Regions from separate parts of the Macaca mulatta genome. Here region 1 is linked to region 2. Evidence: chromatin contacts called from public Micro-C data. All regions are on one chromosome and are shown on one strand. The core of a region is the stretch at or near the end of the contact, and the rest is flanking DNA. Distances in the headings are between cores, read along the strand shown.

Evidence for each region. Hi-C and Micro-C count contacts between places; a contact is called where the count stands out from the background.
Region 1: a contact with region 2 is called in a Micro-C map of CD4 T cells, with 7 times the contacts expected there. The contact joins the promoter of THAP6 here to the promoter of USO1 in region 2. A contact is called at or near these places in 3 of 14 Hi-C or Micro-C datasets (CD4 T cells, fetal cortex germinal zone and fetal cortical plate).

What each region holds. Positions count from the first base shown.
Region 1 is chr5:58,291,497-58,298,423 of T2T-MMU8v2.0, forward strand. It overlaps THAP6 (THAP domain containing 6), which reads right to left and starts at 5,131. Exons shown (of 5, transcript NM_001261521.1): 1 at 5,066-5,131; 2 at 4,054-4,153; 3 at 2,605-2,812. The coding sequence starts at 4,133. It overlaps RCHY1 (ring finger and CHY zinc finger domain containing 1), which reads left to right and starts at 5,263. Exons shown (of 9, transcript NM_001261545.1): 1 at 5,263-5,390. The coding sequence starts at 5,301.
Region 2 is chr5:58,081,973-58,088,421 of T2T-MMU8v2.0, forward strand. USO1 (USO1 vesicle transport factor) reads right to left here and starts at 1,942. Exons shown (of 24, transcript XM_028848504.2): 1 at 1,688-1,942. The coding sequence starts at 1,753. It also overlaps a transcript of G3BP2 not described here.

The DNA of each region.
Region 1 (6,927 bases), core at 3,881-6,380, 210 kb after region 2:
CACATCATCAGGACCTAGTAATTTCCTCTTCTAATTGAAGCATATATATACCCTATAGAGATGTGTACATAAATGGACCAAAAGACGTGCCCCAAAATGTTCAGAGCTGCACAAGTTATAATAGCCCCAATGTGAAAAACCACCCAAACATTTATTAATAGTAGAATGAAGAAATTAGTTTATTTGTACATCACAATACTATACAGCAAAGAAGATAAACGGACCAGTATCTCATGCTACAATGTGGATGAATCACACAAAATGTTGAGCTAAAAAATCCAGAGTACATACTGTAGACAGGACTCCATGTATATAACTGACAGTGATAAAGTCAAGTGTAGTGACTGGGAAAGCATGTGAGGGAGGCTTCTGGGGTACCTGTAATGTTTTATATCTTGGTCTGAGGGGAGTGATATGAGTATACCCACTTTGTGAAAACACATTGATTTGTACACTTATAAGCACTCTTCCATAAATATGCTTTACTTCAATATAAAGTTTAGTTTAAAAAAGTGATGGTCTATATAGGTTTCTCTTAAACATGTGATCCATAGATCTGCAGCACAAACAGATTGGGATGTTAGAAAGTACACTCCAACTTACTGAATCTAATTCTCTGGAAGATGTAGGATTCTGTATTTTAAACAAACTCACTGGATAATCCTTATGTAGACTAAAGTTTGAAAGCTATGGTTGTAAGAAAATATTTAATGTCATGGAGAGTAGTAGTTAATAGTAGTCTCTGAAGCCAAAATGCCTGGGATCAAATCTAGCCTCTGCCATTTAATAGCGGTGTGACCCTGGAGAAGGCATTCTAGTTCTCTGGGCCTCAGTTTTCTCAAGTGATAAAATGAAAATAATAATAGTACTTACCTGACATGGTTCTTTCAAGGACTGAGTTAATAGATTAATGTAAAATACTTGGAATAGCGCCTGGCACACAGTACACACTATGTTAAAAAACCCAATAAAGCAAATAAAGGAAAAGGTATACCGTGTAATTCTATTTCCAGAAGATTATCTATATAAATATAGATGAATTTATATAAAGCATATTTGTAAATAATTACAAAGATACAGATAAAAGTGTTCACAGTATTATCTACGGATTATGTATTATTTTATTTTTGCTTCTATAATCTTATTTTCTAAAGTGAAAAATTTATTTGTTATAAGAAAATCAATAGTTTTTTAAAAGTTAGTAACTTATGGTTTACTTGATTTATTACGCCCGTATTTCTTAAGGTCTTCTTAACATTACAGCTAGATGACACCTTGGTGGTAGGAAAAAACAAAAGCCCTAGAGTAACTTTCCCAAGATACTGTATATTTATTAGTACGGAAGAAAGTGAGGCATTCTCTACCTGATCACTCAGGTTCTACAATATGACCAACTGCAGCCAAGTGACCAGGACTGCATGGGAGCGGGTATGCTTCTGGCTACTTCTCTTGTTTTTAACTGCCAGGAAGGAGATCCCTTTCAATGGAGGCTCTCCCTGAATTTTCCACATTGGAATCAATCAATCAATATCTATAGGTTCTGGAAATTCACTTTTAGGTATATAAAGTCAAGAGAGATACTGAGGGTGAGGCAGCCAATCCATGGGAATATTACTGAGAAAAAAACACAGAATTCAATTAGCATTTACTTATTCGACTGTTCTTTCTTTTCCTGACCTTTTCTTCTCCTGTGCTCGTATCTCTTTTTTGGTTTTCTTCCTTTTGATCCTACCTAGACTTTACGCTTCCATGTATGTGGCTCTTACAAGTACTTTAGTCCTATTAGTAGTTCTGCTCTTGACTTCTACCCCAGTGTTAAGGACTGCCAACTTGGAACATCAGCTCAACCTTCTTATGAGGCTTTGGAAGATCTTTATCAAAAGCAAATCTTTAAAGAGTGTATATAGTCTTTGATCCAACAATTTTATTTGCAGAATTTAGTTCAAGGAAATAAGGATATAAGCCAGCTACAATAATGTTCATTTTAGTCCTGTTTAAAATAAGGAAACTTATTCAACCTTCTTACGTTAACTTCAATTTTTAGACAAAAATCTTGAGTTATGCTAATTCCTAAAGTCAGTCCATTTCATCAAACATTAGTAATGTACAAATATTTATGAGTGGTTACTGGTAAAACACTCCTACTACACATTACAAAAGTTGAAGATGCAGTCTATAAATTTAAAACCTCAAGAATGGACTTCAAATGAATAAGCAAACAATAAAAATGTTAGCGAGAGCAGCAAATAGTATCATAAAAAGTGAGCAATGGCCAGGCGTGGTGGCTCACGCCTGTAATCCCAGCACTTTGGGATGCCGAGGAGGGTGGATCACGAGGTCAGGGGTTGAAGACCAGCCTGGCCAAGAGGGTGAAACCCCGTCTCTACTAAAAATACAAAAATTAGCCAAGTGTGGTGGCGGGCACCTGTAATTCCAGCTTCTCGGGAGGCTGAGGCAGAGAATTGCTTAAACCTGGGAGGCAGAGATTGCAGTGAGCTGAGATCATGCCACTGCACTCCAGCCTGGATGACAGAGTGAGACTCTATCTCAAAAAAAAAAAAAAAAAAGTGAGCAATGATGGTAAATAGTATCTCATAAACAAACCTGTAGGTGATATGGAGAATCAAAGATAGAAGGTATGACTCCAGGTTTCAGTTTAATGTTTGGAGCACTTCTGTCAAAATCTGTCTTTTTAAAGTGCCTCGAACACAACACATCTCCTTTTTTAGGCTCCCAAATGCCAGCTGCATTCACATCAAGTCTTTTCATTGCTAATACCCATTTCCTTTTGATGTTTTCATCTGTGGGGAATCTAGAAAAAAATCAAAAAAATATTTTAAAATCAAATACTATTGCTACATAATTGAATTAAAGCTGTCTTATACAACTGACTAAATTGATTCGTTAACTAGTTTGTTATTAGTCTTGAGAATTACAGTATTTAGGAAACCATAATTCATGCTTTGGTAACTTTCCATTTTAATATTCAGATTTTCTGCCAATCATGCTGCAGATATATGGCCCTCATTTTAATTTTTCTCATATTATAAGGACGAAAAATTTCAATGGATATTTAGCATCTTATAGTAAGATCCACAATTGAAAGTATTTATTCATCTATAGATGATAAAAGAATTATCACTTGGGCCTTTTCCTATCTGAAATGATATCCACAATTTATCCTCGATAAAAAGGGCCCTTTGTAATTCCATTCTTCTGTCAGCATCAGAAAATTGCTTAGTACAGCATTTAATACATAGCAGGTCTACAGATACTTAGTGAATGAATGCAGAGAATAGCTGCAGAGTGTGGAGTTCTGGAGATCAGAGCTATTTTGAGAGATATGAAGGCCAATAGCCATATCTGATTCAATTTTCAAGCTGGTTCAAATTTTTCTGAAATAAGGTAGGATATATATATATATGCTCATTTTTTGATTTCTTTATATCTAACCAAATAGCTAGGAGATCTTTCTCTAACACATAGCACAGTGCCTGGCACAAAAGCAGCAAAATAAACCTTTAACAAGTGAACAATTATTAAATCTTACTACTCTTTCACTTACTCTTTCACGGCTCTCAGGAGAATGGCTAAAATATGAAACTAAAATCATCTTGATTTATTTGCAACACAGCTAAAGATCCCTTGGTCTGAACTTGTAATTTATATTTTTTCTGTATAACCTATGCTTGATCTATTTCTAAATAGAAACGGCAATATATTTGAGCAAAGCCCCTGCATTCAGATTGTAAACTATATGTAAACAACATTGAATTTCTTTGGTGATATGATAAAATACAAAGTAATAATATTAGCAAAAGTTAGTCTTAACGGTATTTTTTGTAAACCAGTCTCTCGTATCTTAAAGTATCTTAAAACTTTTAAACTAAATTATAAACATGTAAAGGTATCACATTGTCACTTCAAATTTTAAAAACAGGTTATTTAAAAAGGACTCGGGAACTAAAGTTCAAAATTGAAGACAAGCAGAACTGTCTTTTGCTTTTTATAACATGGCCAAAGTATTTGGCTTAAACTACAGCACAATCTTACACGTGAAATGTCAGTCCTTTTAACTTCGAATTTGGCAAGCAGCGAGAAGCACATCCAATGGCGGAGCAGCATTTCACCATTTTAGCAACTCATAACAGAGCTGAAAGAAAATTAGAATATTGAGTCAGTAACTGGAAAGCTGAAGGGGAATAGATTCCCTTTCCCGGTGTTTTAGGAAACATGAAATCAGGTTAGAAAGCTAAAGACAAGTATCTTCTTCTAACACCTGCAGCTTTGCTTATAACATTTTCCAGGGTCTTGACTCTTTAATAAGGAGAAACATATTTAGCTATGTACCCCGAGTCTGATTTCAATTTTGTTGGCTTGTACATTTCCCTTCCACCTTCTGACAGGTACCATGTTCTCTGTGCCACAAAGCCTTTTGCACACTAACTCCTACCCATCTTTCAGCTCTCAGCTTGCATTGCTTCGCCAGAGAAACCTTCCATGACTGACACCCAGATTGTCAGAGCTGCTCTAATATTAGCTCTCACAGGACACACACTTCTTTCTAGCACTTCTCCAAGTTGTAATCTTACATTTATTGCAGTGATCGCTCTTATTAATGTCTTCCTCCTCCACCAGTCTTAGTTCCATGAGGTCATGGTGGAGTGTGTCTATTTTTTCCTACTTTTTGTCCTTACGGTTTAGCTGGTGACTGGCAATAGTGAATGTCAGTACATACTTTGAATGAACAGCAAGTAAACGGGAAAAGGAGGAAGCAAGAAGCACTTCCAGGTGCTAGCGAGTGCCCTGGCATCCAGGAGCGGCGCGCGGGACCCGATGAGCCCAAGGCCCGGGCCGAACTCCGCCCCTTTCTCCAGGCTCCCCGCCACCGGAGGGAGAGAGGGAGGGGCCGCCCGTCACAGGTAACGATGCACCTAGTGAGCGTCTTTTCCTCAGGCGCCAACCGGCGTCTCCGCGCCGCTGCCGCCCACCTCGCTCCGAACCACGCCCTGAGATTTGGGCGGGTAGCGATGGGGGGAAAAACAGGCAACCTAAGAGTTATTACCGTTAGCAGCGAAGACTACGACTAACGTCAACGACGGACACTGCGTCTGCCTTCGCTTCCGCCTCGTGGCCCCGGGAACCGGAAATCCGTCTGCCCCGTGTCACGTGCTTAGGAGCCATATTGGCGCTGGTGGCTGCTGGGGCTGGGAGGGGGTGTGCTAGAGAGGCGCAGCTTCTCTGGGCGTGGTTTTTATCCTGGGGGAAGGATCGGTGGAATGTGAGGGGCGGTGGAGGAGATGGCGGCGACGGCGCGGGAAGATGGCGCCAGCGGTCAAGAGCGAGGGCAGCGGGGTTGCGAGCACTATGACAGAGGATGTCTCCTGAAGGTGACGCCTTCTATGGGCTCTTCCCCGACAAGCTTCCTCCGGGCTGGGCTGGGGCGGGCTGGGCAGCCGGTTAGGCTTGGATTTAAGTTTGAGGTTAACCTGCTTTTCAGGATACCTTTTTCACCTGGAATTGGGTTCCTCTTGAGGAGAACGTTTTTGGCAAGGCGATGAAGCCCCACCTTTCCTACCTGCTTCGTACGTTGAAAGCAAAACCCTTCTTTCTTGGGAAGTGATTAGGCTTGCACAGTGGTCTCTTTGCCAGTGGGCTTATTCGTCTTTTGCTGCTAAAGTAGACTGAGGCAGCCCCGGGCCTGTACTGGGTTTTCCGTTCAGGTGTGTGATGAAATAATGGAAGTGGAGATAATGGAAATAAACAGGTGGAGAACCCGAATACGATTTCAGCTCCTGTAGTAAAGTTTTATAGCCTGCCAGCTTCATTTTAGAGGCAATGCGTATGTTCAGACCTATGTAGGAAAAAACATGTGTCCCAAAAAAGAAGACAATCATGTAATTGCCATTAAATAGAAAATTATGTATAGGAAAGTGCCTAATGAGCTTGTATTGTTACTTTGGGAAAACTTCTTAATCTGTATTTGTTTTAAATTGATACGTATTCAATTGAAGTTTCCGGATTTTCCTTGCAAGAAACAGTACAAAAATTTCTCTTAGAAAACTTGGTCTTTGGAACCTCAACCACCCTTTCCCCAAATCTTAGCTCTCCTCTTTAATAACTGTGATTTTAGCTTGCTCCTCTTTACCTCATGTGTAAAATGGAGATGATAGCACCTGTTTCATAAAAGTGTATGAGGATTATATACTAAAGGGCATGTATGGTGTCTAACAGGGTGCATTCCCTGAAGTAAATGAGTAGTAAATGTATACCACCATGACTATTACTATCATGTATTACTACTATCTATCATCTATTACTAATATCATGACTGTTACTATTAATCTGAGTATTATTACTTTTTGTCCTTTCACTTCACAAGTCAGCCTTGCTGGTCATTGCCTCATTATTAGAAGCAAGTTCTAGTCTCAGGCCTCTACGTGCATCCTAAACTCTTTTCTGTAGGTCATGGCTTGATGAACGTTGCTCCACTGCACTGGATGAAGCTCCTTAAAAATGTTGGTCAGCCACCAAATGTTGTGTAAGGAAATTGAATGCTATCCTTATGATTCAGTTTCTACTGAGATGTATTATTACTCTTTAAAACTTGAGGTCTAAAACGGAATTTAACATCTTGCCTGCCCCCCATAAACCACACAACTAGATTTGTGTATCATAGCACTAAGATACTTCACCCTGGGTGTCACAGGTTTTGCGCCCCCCCACCCCCACCCCTTAAATACCAGAGGCCAAGTGAAGCATTTCGAGGAGGATGTGGTCAACTAGGTCAAATGCAGCTGTTTGAGTAAGATAACTGAGAATTGCTCTTTGGATTTGGCAAGGAAGAGGTCACTGGTGATCTTGACAAGAAGAGTTCTAGCGGAGAGGTCAGGATTCGAGTGGATTTAAGAGAGAATGGGAGGAGTG
Region 2 (6,449 bases), core at 692-3,191:
TGCAGTTAATTTTTTTTTTTTGAGATGGAGTCTTTTCATGTTGCCCAGGCTAGTCTCAAACTTCTGGGCTCAAGCGATCCTCCTGTCTTAGCATCCCCTTAGTTGGGATTATAGGCCTGTGTCACTGCAACTAGCTGCAGTTAATTTTAATAATATTATATAAAGTTCTCAAAAAGTATTGAAATACAGGCATGAGCAATAAAGTGTAGGCTTTGAAGTAAGGTACCTCTTGGTTGAATCCTGGCTCTATTACTAGCAGTATGACATTGGTCAAGTTACTTCACCTCTCTTTTTTTTGGGGGGGACAGTTTCGCTCTTGTTGCCCAGGCTGGAGTGCAATGGCGCGCAACCTCCGCCTCCCGAGTTGAAGCGATTCTCCTGCCTCAGCCTCCTGAGTAGCTGGGATTACAGGCATGTGCGACTACGGCCGGCTAATTTTGTATTTTTAGTAGAGATGGGGTTTCTCCATGTTGGTCAGGCTGGTCTCGAACTCCTGACCTCAGGTGACCGCCGGCCTCAGCCTCCCAAAGTGCTAAGATTAGAGACGTGAGCCACCACGTCCGGCCTAAGAGGTGAACTCTCTTAGCCTCATTTTTTGACTTTTAAAGTGAGAATACTCTCACCTATCTTGCAGGGTAGTTAACGATGAAAGCAGAATGTGGAATATAAAGAGCTCAGCACAGTACCTAGCACAAGGTAATAGCTTGACAAATGAAAGCTACTATATTATCCCTCAGGATCCCATTAACAAAGTTGGCCATTAAAGTGTTATACTTGGTCACTTTAATGTAGATCTAAAATTCTTCTCAAACAGTTTATTTCAAAAAGGCATACACCCTCGGTTCCATTAAACACTAATCAAACTTCAAAATAAGTATATTCTAAACCTAGAATCTAAGCAACTATTAAATACTGTTTTCAGTGGCTAACTTTTTTTTTTTTTTTTTTTTAAATAACGCTGCAAATCGTGTCATTACGAGTTCAGGCAGAAAGCGGTGGATGTGTCCCCAAAGGGGTTTGAGCGCGAAAGATCCCTACTACGTCCAAGGTAGCATTTGCCAAACGATATATATTTGGGTGAGCCCGAAAAGCGAGACCTGAACAAATAACACCAGGCAGAACGACCGCTCTTCCAGTTGATGGGACAGGAGCAGGTGGACTTGTGCTTCAAAGAATATCGTTTTATTCTTAGCCACATGCTCTCACCAACAGCTGGGTTTTAAACCTTCTCGCAGTCTTCCCCAACGCCCCAGTTTCAGACTGCAAGGGAGGGAGCAGGACTTCAGGCTCCTCTCGGCCAGTGCAGACACAGGCGAAAGGGAAGGAGGGAGGGAGGGGCCCACGGCCCCGAGGGGCGTGGGAGGCAGTTCGGGCCAGCTCGGCCCCGGAACCGTCCCTTCCCGGACGGTACCACCTGCGGACCACTCTCCTAGCCCGAGCTTCGGGGCCTACAGAGCTGTGGGGCGCGGCTGCCGTCAGTCCGGCCGAGCCGCAGCAACGGGGAGGGAGCTGGGGGCGTCAGTGAATAACTCTGGGATTTCAGGAGCGGAAGGAGGGCAAAGGGGGAGGTGGCATGTGGATCCCCCTCCATGGTGGGACGCTGGAGGTGACCTTCGGGTCTCCGAGTGCTCCGTCCCCGTCCCTGCCCGGACCCCTTCCCAAGTCCCAGACCCGCTGCTCCTCTCACCGTCTCGGCTTCTGTGTGCTGGGGTCCGGCACTCTGACCCCCCATTACCCCGCGGAGGAAATTCATCTTGCCGTTCAGCCACCAGGTTTACCGGCCCCTCCGGAAAAAAAAACGAAGACAACTTCCCCCGCCCTCCGCAGGGCCTGGCCCCCAGTCCCGCACTCTACACTCTCCTACTGCTGCCACCACCGCCTCCAACTCGGCGGCCACTCCAGCCCCCTAAGCCCGGAAACAGCCGCCACCAGCGGCCAAGATGCGCATGCGCGGGGACGTGGCATTACGTGGCGGCCCGAAGGTTGAAGGCAAAAGGGGAGCGGAGGCGAAAGGAACCTCGTAGCTAGGTTCCACCGAAGCCCCACCCACTGCGCAGGCCCCGCCTCCCGCCGCAGGGGCACGCCTCCTCCCGCCCTTCGCGGATTGATCCTGCTGGCCGCAGCCACCCACGTGGTCGAAGCCCGGCCCTGCAGGCTGGAGAGGATTTGATTAGACTACGCGTTTCGACTTGCAGGGTGTTTAATTGTTGCCAAGCGGGACTTACTGCAAGCTATCAAATCTGAGGTCTTATTTTGTTGAGTCGAAAGTGAAATTTTTCCTTCGGCCGACGTGACAGGTAAGGGTTCCTGGCCCCTGGGAGGGTTCGCTTGGTTTGACGGTTTACTAGTACCAGCGTTGTGGCTTTCTGATCCCGGTAAATTGCATTTATTTACAGGGCTTTGTTTGGTGGTAAAAAGGGTTACTAGACACCCCTCATTCCACTGCCACTGGAGGGCGCATTTCTCAGCTCTTTCTCTTCAAACCTGCTGAAAGGAATTCCTAGATCTAAACACCAGGTACACCTCTATTTTCAAGTGTCATCAGGAGGAAACCCACCAAACCCTACATTTAGCTTGCTAGAGAAATACATTGTTCTGCTGTGGCAGTTTGGCGAGTAACATAATGTTTTGTTATTAACTCTCAACCCCTGTGTTTTCAATTTTTTTTTTAACGTGAAAAAATGTCTTTCTCTAATTGATATGCCTGTTCCTTTGGCAGTGAGGTTGTCAGTACACACGCTTCTAGAATAGTCTTGTACATTTCTTGAGGCTAAAAAGCACAGGTCTAGTTAGCTAACTGACTCATGGACCTCTCCCCTTGGATTCCCCACGGGTCTCAGATTCAGCATTTAAAATTGAGCTCATCATCTACCCCTGCCTCCCGTAAAGAAAAAAGTCAATATGCTGCTTCTACTGTGTGCGTGCGTGCTCAGTAGTACCACTGTCCAAATAATTGCCTAAGCTAGACAGGAAGCTGGGAAGAATCTTAGACTCTGGCTTTCCACCCACACGTGTCCAATCAATAGTCATGTCCTATCATTTCTGTTTATAGAATATTTCTTAAATAGGTCCTCTGCTCTCCATCCTCGATGCGTGTGACATAGATTACGTTCTTCTCATCATTTCTCATTGAGATTACAGCAACAGCCTCCTAACTAGTTTGTCTGCATTCAGCTCTGGCTTCCTTCCAGTCCAATCTCCAGTCCATCCTTGGGTGAGACTAACAACAGCAAAACATCTGTTCATGTCAGTCCTCTTAAAATCTTCCAGTTCCCCATTCTTTCCAGAATAAAGTCCAAACTCCTTAGTTTGTCATACAGGCCTGTTATGATCTGGTTCCTGCCTACTTTTTCAGCTCCTGCTTCCCCCACATACTCTGGGCATTTTTCTCAGACCTGGATATGCCCTTCCCCTCCCTTCTCTTCATCAAGCAAACTCCTGCTATTCCTTAAGACTCAACTCTGGCATCATTCTTGAAAGCTTTCCCTAAAATCTAGGTACATATCTATATGTTAGCACTTTGCAGTTATTAATACTGTATATGGTGTACATTCAATAAATGCTTGCTAAACCAAACTGTTAAGGGCAGGACTATTTTATTCATTTTATATCTCTGTTGCTTACCACTGTCTCATAAAAGGTGATATTGATGGATAAATGAATAAATCATTGAAAGAATATATGAATATTACACTAAGGAGGAGGTTCCCTTTTTTTAATCTGTAAAGTGAAACTGTAGGGAACACATCATAGGCAATGTGTTTCCTAGGGCCAGGGTTTTAAGCCTGGGCAACTTGGAGAATGGTGGGGTCATACTGCCAAAAATACTGTGCACTAAGCATTGTCCTCTGCTTTAAAACTACACACTTGACATTTTACCGTAGACATTTTCCACGGGAGCATTTTGTTGCAGCCTAAAAAAAGTAGTAAATTACTCAGCATTTTTATTACTAAGAAATGGATGCAAAGAGCTTCACTTAAGCCCCTAAGCTTCACCCCTCCCTGAACCTCACTTCACCTTCTCCCTGAACCTCACTCTACCCCATCATCAGGAATGAGGCTCATAGATGGAGTGGGCCACAAATGTCTATTACTCCTCTTATTTAATAATTGAAAAGAGTGCCTTGACATTTTAGCAAAGTTGTTTAAAGGCACCAGCCTTGTCAAATGTCCTGTTTTGTTTTAAACTTTGGTGAGTACAGTAGGTTACTGTACTTTAGTGAGTAAAGTAGGTTACTATACTTTAGTGAATATAGTAGTGACAGCTTACTATGAGTTTTCCCTGCATTTGACCTGTTTTCTTCCCTAGCAGCATCCCCTGCACAGGAGTGATGGACAGTTGGGTGCAAAGGTGATGAAGGTGGGATCCCCGAGGCATTGTCACTAGAGAACAACCATGAGATGGACTCCTTATATCAGAGGAATAGTTACATATTAATCCACTTCTACTGATTTTGTAGAGTGAGAAAAGTCAGGGACTGTGTTATATTCCTGTTTGCACCCTTTAATCATCTAGTATAATTCCTTTAATATGGTAGATGCTCAGGAACTACCTGAGTTAATAAAGGAAGAGAAAACATGAACAAATTGTGACAGCCTGACTTGCATTGTTATACGTCTGGCTTTCATAAATCTAAGCATTCAGGATGAGAGTCTCATGAATCATTAAAATACACATAATCAAAAGTAAGAATGATTCTTCTTTTTCTAAACCAAACCTGACAATAGATCAACAAACAAAATTCATTGGTTTGAAATTCAGTTTTTCAAATCGCTTTTTTCAGTGGCCCACTATTTCTATCCTTTCTTACTTTCTAGTGGAAAACTCAGCAAAAACAACGAAATATAATTGCATAAGATTGTTTTTTAGTTGGGGTGGTAGTGAGTAGAATGTTGTCTATGCCTGCTTGGGAGGATAAATATAAATGATCATTTGTATTTGAAATAGATCATAGATAGGTTTTTATTTATTTATTATTTTGCTAGGTTATAAGCCCCTTCAGTATCGTATATAGGTTTTTAAAGACATGACTCACACCTGTAATCCCAGCACTTTGGGAGGCCAAGGTGGGAGGATCACTTAAACTCAGGAGTTCGACACCAGCCTGGGCAATGTGGCAAAATCCCGTCTCTACAAAAAATAAAATGTTAGCTGAGCATGGTGGCATGCGCCTGTATTCCCAGCCAGTAGTCCCATTTACTTGGGAGGGTGTAGGAGGATCGCTTGAGCCTGGGAGATCGAGGCTGCAGTGAGTCATGATTGTGCCACTGCACTCCAGCTGTGACGATGGAGTGAGACCCTGTCTCAAAAAAAAGACTAGTTGAGGCTGGGCGAGGTGGCTCACACCTGTAATCCCAGCACTTTGGGAGGCTGAGGCGGGAGGATCATCTGAGGTTGGGAGTTCCAGACCAGCCTGACCAACATGGAGAAACCCCGTGTCTACTAAAAATACAAAATTAGTTGGGCATGGTGGTGCTTGCCTGTAATCCCAGCTACTGGGGAGGCTGAGGCAGGAGAATTGCTTGAACCCAGGAGGTGCAGGTTTGCAGTGAGCAGAGATTGCGCCATTGCACTCCAGCCTGGGCAACAAGAGTGAAACTCCATCTCAAAAAAAAAAAAAAAAAAAAGAAAAAAAAAGGCCAGGCATGGTGGCTCACGCCCACGCCTGTAATCCCAGCACTTTGGGAGGCCAAGGCGGGCGGATCACGAGGTCAGGAAATCGAGACCACCCTGGCTAACACGGTAAAACCCCATCTCTACTAAAAAAATACAAAAAATTAGCTGGGTATGGTGGTGGGCACCTGTGGTCCCAGCTACTCTGGAGGCTGAGGCGGGAGAATGGAGTGAACCCAGGAGGCGGAGCTTGCAGTGAGCCGAGATCGCGCCACTGCACTCCAGCCTGGGCGACAGAGCCCGTCTCAAAAAAAAAAAAAAAAAAAAAAGACTGGTTGCTGGAAAATCAGTGTCCACAAACATTGGTGATACAATTAGGCATTATATTAATTAACCAAACAATGTATAGCAAAATTAATCGATGATTTCAATTTATAGGAAGCAGCACTGAAAATCCGTGACTAATCAGTAACCGTATCAGACACATAGTGCTTTCATTTGCCAGGTTTTGTTCAAGGTTCTTTATATAAAATAGTTTGCTTAATTCTCACAACAATCCTATAAGGTAGGTAGGTTATTAGCCTTATCTTGCAGATGGGGAAACAGGTCAAGAGAGTAACTTGACCAATATCATATAAGCTAGGAAGTGGCACGGCTGGGGCATAAATTGGCAATCTGGCTCCAAAGCTTGCGCTCTTATGTAATACATTATCCTAACTTTCTAGACACAAGACAATGATTATGCACTAAGTAGAAATGTGGCCTGCCAGTCCATACATAACCTGGCCCCTTACCTCCCTTATCTCATCTCCTTTGCTTCATTCCATCCCACTCA